2 separate regions of the Mus musculus genome follow, and region 1 is linked to region 2. Evidence: chromatin contacts called from public Micro-C data. All regions are on one chromosome and are shown on one strand. Each heading gives the region's core, a stretch centred on a gene start, on an enhancer-like site or on the middle of the called end of the contact. The rest is flanking DNA. Distances are from core to core; before and after follow the strand shown.

What was found. Hi-C and Micro-C count contacts between places; a contact is called where the count stands out from the background.
Region 1: a contact with region 2 is called in a Micro-C map of the AtT-20 cell line, with 5 times the contacts expected there. The contact joins two enhancer-like sites. A contact is called at or near these places in 1 of 39 promoter capture datasets (the HPC-7 cell line), 4 of 484 Hi-C or Micro-C datasets (the AtT-20 cell line, embryonic fibroblasts and embryonic stem cells), 1 of 115 datasets of contacts at active chromatin or transcription factors (embryonic stem cells) and 1 of 9 other capture datasets (liver).

Annotation. Positions count from the first base shown.
Region 1 is chr2:164,724,409-164,727,335 of GRCm38.p6, forward strand. No RefSeq gene overlaps it. Among named protein-coding and RNA genes, the nearest start is that of Spint5, 11 kb to the left of the region's middle. Within about 2 kb of position 1,358, at least 6 of the 459 cell types and tissues checked have an H3K27ac peak or open chromatin away from gene starts, as enhancers often do. A contact at or near this core is called in the AtT-20 cell line, where this site is marked.
Region 2 is chr2:164,539,626-164,542,698 of GRCm38.p6, forward strand. It overlaps Gm36090 (a long non-coding RNA gene), which reads right to left. Exons shown (of 6, transcript XR_375205.4): 2 at 2,665-2,919; 3 at 1,501-1,622. Among named protein-coding and RNA genes, the nearest start is that of Gm36090, 8.2 kb to the right of the region's middle. Within about 2 kb of position 1,621, at least 17 of the 459 cell types and tissues checked have an H3K27ac peak or open chromatin away from gene starts, as enhancers often do. A contact at or near this core is called in the AtT-20 cell line, where this site is marked.

The DNA of each region.
Region 1 (2,927 bases), core at 108-2,607, 180 kb after region 2:
TACAGAGTGAATTGCAAGACAGCCAGGGCTGCACAGAGAAACTCTTGTCTTAAAGAAAGAAAGAAAGAAAGAAAGAAAGAAAGAAAGAAAGAAAGAAAGAAAGAAAGAAAGAAAGAAAGGAAGAAATTTAGCCAGGAGGTGGTGCCTTCTAATCTGAGCCCTTAAGAGGCAGGGGCAGGCAGATCTCTGAGTTCAAGCCCAGCCTGGTCTCCAAAATGAATTCCAGGACAACTAGGGCTACACAGAGAAACCCTGTGTCGAAAGAGTACAAGAAGAAGAAGAAAAGGGAATGACCAGACATACAAACGCAAGTGCATGCTTTGTCCCTTGCTGATGTTTGATGACACATCAGCACTCTACCAGCAAAACAACCGGAAGATGTGGCCCCTTGATCATAAACGTCAAGAACCAAGAGCCACAGTAAACTTGTTCCAGGTGTGTGACTGCAGCAGTGACAGATGCACTAATCCCTGACATGGACACTTCTAGTTTCTCTGGAAGCTAGTTATGCCAAATGATGTTTTCCTGAAGCAGACACAGGTGAAAGGATGTTTGCATATAGCAGACAGGTGAAAGGACGCTTGATGAAGGAGTATAAATGCGACCCCACGGACAGTGAGAGAGGAGCACTGAGCATCGGTTTGGTTTTTTTTTTTTTTTTTTTTTTACCTTGCTATTCTTCCCTACAACTGCCATTGAGAGAAGCTCTCTCAAGAACTGCTCGTGAGGTTCCTTCCGCCGTTTGGTGCTTCCATGGCCTCACCTCGGGCTGGTTAGCAAACCTAACAGTGCCTTCAGGATTGAACTGTAGCTGCTGTAGCTGCTGGTTCGCGGATGGTGTCTGCCTGCCTAGAGGACTGGTCTGCAGCTGCTATAGGACTGGGCTGCTGCCAAAGATCAAGCTCACCCCCAAGGAACTATTGCTGAACAGGTTCACCTACCCTAGATCCTAACAACTTTTCTCTTCCACTGCCTCTGCTGGGTGACAGGCTAGAGGAGAGGTTGAACCCTTATTAAAAGTAGGTTGCAAATAAATTATGCCTATAAATCCCCACTCAAGTCTAGACGGACATTCACTAGCATGTTGATGACAGATGTCTGTGGTTAAAAGGTCCCCTTTGAATTTTTGCATCTTGATTGTCCCTTCAATAACCACGTGTCCTTTTTCAAAAACTGAAGAGGAGAAAGAAAGAGAAAACAAAGAGTCACGATCCTAAACATAAAAAGCTATGAAGTTACAAGAAAACTAAGGAAAGGAAAGCAACGGAAAGACAAGCTGAGGAACAATGTTTACTGACAAGCAGGCGCTGGCGCAAGTGCCAAGGCAGAGCTGGCAGACGGAGAGCACCGACGAGAGAGCCTGGCAGGATTGGTGGAGCCTCCAACGAGCTCCCTGCCCTCCTCACCTTCCCTCATAGGGAGAAAAAATGTTTTTCTGTTCTTGATCTCAACAATTTGACCCTGTATGCTTTGTATAAGAAGCACTGAAACGTGAATAACATTCCCCAGATAAATATTCCCCATCTGAAGAAACATGTCACATCACGAAAAGAGAGAATGTGACCTGCTGTCATCATTCACTGGGTGTGGGTCAGTTGGAAAACTCTGGCCACAGTGAGCTTTGCCTTTAGGTATATACTGTGGCCTTTAATGGACTAGGTTTCTGCTGCCCCCTGGTGGCTCAGAGACAGAAGCACCCAGCAAAGAGTTTCTCTACACAAACCCTGTCCCCAGGGGCTTCTTCACTCTTGAGTTCATCAACCTGCATGAAGCTGGTCTGTCTACACTATTCCCTCCATAACAGATCTTGACTCAACTCAATAGCAACTCCCCGCCCTCCTCACCCTACACCCCACTTACTATTGATGGCATGCCCTAAGGGATAAAAGAATGAGACTCAGCACAGCAGAGAGACAAGAGCTCGTGCCCCCTTGGTGTTGCTGGGAGAGGGACACAGAGGACTCAGATGGTCAAGGAAAGGGGTACAGGGCATGGGTCATTCGCAGCCCCCACAGGGGAGGTCAGAAGCTGAGGATGGGAGCCAGGGTGGCTTTTCAGTCTGGTCAAAGGTTAATTTGAGGTACAAAGTCTGGAAGCAGCAAGTAGTATTGGGATTCATAGGGACTGCATAATTCAGGCTGAAAGGAACTTGCACCTCGAGGAAGGAGAGCTTTGCATGGGTTTTGTGGTTTAGGGCACAGCAGGAGAGAGAACAGCCTAGAACGTACACCAAGACCTGACATTTAACTCTGTGTGTGTGTGTGTGTGTGTGCGTGCTTGTCTGTCTCTGTCTGTCTCTGTCTGTCTCTCTCTCCCACTCTCTCTCACCCTGTGTTTCCCTCCATGTGTGAGTGTCTATGCCTTTCTCTGTCTCTATCTCCTTCTCTCTTTATGTCTGTGTGTGTGTGTGTGTGTGTGTGTGTGTGCATATTTCTCTATAGATATGTCTGTCTCTCCCTTCCCCGTGTGAGTGTGCCCACCCATGTGTGTGCATCTATGCCTGCCTCTGTCTCTCTCTGTGTATTTCTCTATGGGTCTGTGTGTGTGTGTGTGTGTGTCTCCCATTTCATCCTTCCTCCATCCCTCCCTCCTCCCATGCTATTGCTACAGGCATAGGCTGTACAGGGTGGCCCCCACCTGATGGAAGGAAAGCCTGGCTCACAGGTCCCAACTGCCAGTCCCATTCTCACCTGGCAGAAAATCACCTTACAGGCTCTGAGGGCTCCTAGGGACAGACAGCATCAACTGCTCCCATGGAAGTCTTTATCACACTGATTTTTTAATTATGTACATAAAACTACTCAAGAAGCCATGCACTGGAGACCTCGGGAGACAAGAGTCTCTTGAGCCCATGAGTTCAAGGCCAGTCTGAGCAACACAAGCAACACTCCAAACAATAAACAATAAAATTTAAGTAAACAATAAAA
Region 2 (3,073 bases), core at 371-2,870:
CCAAGGCAGGTGGAATAGCCTCCTTCATCTCTCATCTCCTTCACCTGCCCTAGGGTTCCTGAAAAACCCTTCAAACCAACATTCTCCATCAAGTCTCAGGGGCAGGGCTTATGTCTTAATTATGGCTCCATCCCTAACACCAGGTCCTCGGTAGGATTCACGTTTGCCCAGTGACTCAAAGGTCCACTGTGCTCTCCGGAGCCCTGGAGGTGAGCACGTTGGTTTCTCCTTCCTTTAGACTTCAGGCTTTAGGACCTTGAGTCTTCCTTTGTTATTAGACCTGGGTGTTCACTAGCTCTCCAACAGCTGCAGCCCCTAGCTGAGCCTTGACCCTAGGCACAGGAGGAGGGATGCTTTTCAGAACCAAGCAAAAGGGTGCTTGTTCTTCAACATCTCCAATTGAGCCATCCAGCCAGTTATGACTGGCACGTGCTAGTAATCCCAACACTCAGCAGGCTGGAGAAGGATGATGATGAGAATAAGTGCAGCTTGGGCTATAAAATGAGACTCTGGGGGAGGGGGGAGATTTCAAAAAGCAAATAACAACAACTAAAAAACCCAAACCCGGCTGGTGAGATGGCTCAGCAGGTAAGAGCACCCGACTGCTCTTCCGAAGGTCCGGAGTTCAAATCCCAGCAACCACATGGTGGCTCACAACCATCCATAAAGAGATCTGACTCCCTCTTCTGGAGTGTCTGAAGACAGCTACAGTGTACTTACATATAATAAATAATAAATAAATCTTAAAAAAAAACAAACCCCAAACCATTGAATATAGGACATATCCCTAGCATCTCATTCCAGTATTTTTTTTTTCTCTATCCCACAGCCACCGCCTCAGCAGCTCCTATCCTATCACTAACCACACAGCCTGTTGACATTCCTCTGATTCTATCTGAGGAGTGCATCAGAACCAAGCTCCTTCATCACCCACCTTCTCCCCTGACCCCGTGCCTCCCACCCCGTGCCCCCCACCCCCTCCGCCCCAGCCCCTGGCCCCATCTCTCCTTCCATGACTTTTTTTTTCTGCTTCATCTCAAAATGTCAGAAAGCCCTCTGATCTCCAAGTGTTTACATTCTCTGAGCTGCTGGGATAATTCCCAGCTCAGCTCCCCAGAAAGCCCTGCCTGACTTTCTGGTGAGTGCTTCACTTCACTGCCTTTTGGTCCCTCCCCCTACAAGGAGCATAGAATCTTATTCGGTCTGTGTTTGTCCCCACCCAGGGTGGCAAACTCCTAGAGGCCAACATCTGTGTCTCTAGTACACAGAGGGCACACACCAGTGTGGGTTAGAGACTCCTTGGGTTTGTTTCCTGAGTCCCTAGGCTTGGGAGCCATAGCAGGAGGTGAACTCACTAGCTCAAGCCCTGTTCTATGAGAGCCCTCAGGCCATTGGAGAAAGCAGCCATTTAAATGTAATTGCTGGTTCTGTGATGAGTGATGCTGTTTGGCAAGCTGTTTGGCAAGAGGTAGAGACTGAGGCAAGTCACACACACCTTACCTGCAGGATCAGGACTGGACCTGAGGGCTCCACTTCTCATTCAATTCATCAAAAAGACCTGAGGCTGTTGCCAGGAGAGGAAGCCAGGAGCTGGGCCAACCCCGCTGGAGCTTCCAGAGAATCTGCGGAAACGATTTGAACTGAGCACACACAACAGTGGTTTCCGTTATGGCTTGAATGGTAGCCTCCCCGTCCCTGGCTTTCATTTTGAACTTCAGGAGCTCAGAATGATACCTTATTCAAAGCGATGTTTATGGGGGAGGGAATCAGGTGGAATTGTAGTTCCGGAGTGGGCTTTAGTCCAATCAGAATGGAGCCCTTATACAAAGAGGACTCGAGGCTGACATGCATCCAGGGAGGGCAGCGGTGAGGATGCAGCCAGAGATGGGGGATGGGGGTGGTGGGGGTGGTGATGGACCTTTACATCCAGAGATAGCAATGTTTGTCAGCAAGCCACCAGGAAATAGGTGGTGGTGGGTGGGGGAGAGACAAGAAACAAGACTCCTCACAGACATCTGAAGGAACCAGCTCTGCCACATCTTGGTCTTGACTCTCCAAAGGAAAGTGAAGGAGAGTAAGTTCCTATTGTTTAAATTTCCCTGTTTATGGAATTTTGTGACAGCAGGCTTAGGGAACTGGTAACTCTCTACATGACCTCGGAAAGCATCGAGCCATGGAAAACCTGACCATGGCTTAAGTAAGTAGAGAGTCTAATTGTCTTGTGTATGAAGCAGTCTGGCACACGCGATCCTCATTTGGCATCTTTCTTGATAGGACCCAGTGATGTCCAGCTCACAATGATTCCCTGTTCCTGCTTGTCACCTTATGGTTGGTCACACAACAGCTGGTCTTTACACATTATGCCTCTGTTCCCAATAAAATGGAGGTGCTTTAATACTTCCTTTCTGTGATTTTTTTTTTCACATCTTTATTTGGAGGTGGGCAACCCTCACTAGGACATACAGCCTGTGTTCCATGGGCAGAGCTGTGAGCCATGAACAACCTCAGCTTCAGAGAGCTGATGATGCCCAGCTTTTCTGCAGGGTACTTGTTGCTACTGCCCAAAATGAGGCTCTGTGTGTATGTGTGTGTGTGTGTGTGTGTGTGTGTTAGTTTACACTGAGAGTGGGGAGTTTATAAAGAAAGAGTGTTATCTTGACTCACACTCTGGATGATAGAAATCCTGAGATCAGACAGCTGCACGTGGGCATTCAGCCCACATGGAAAGGAGTGATTCCAGGGAAAGGGGTGGACCACATCAGGCTTTCTGGCTTCTCACGGCTCAGCTGCTCGCTCCCATGGATTAATCCAGTCCTGCTTGAGGAGTGTCCCCTGCTAAGAGAGCAGCACTGATCGTCTGAATGACTTGCTGTTGCGGGATATCTGAACACACCATGAACCCCAAGATCGTGTTATTTACTGGAAAAAGGAAAAAAAAAAAGCTGTTTTTCTTGCTGTAGCATGGCTCAGCCCCCAGCACACACCTTTAATCTTCCTGGCTGGAATACAGACACACCTTTAGTGCATACCTCTAATCCCAAACAACAAAGTAAAGTTAGTTTGTAGCCAGGCA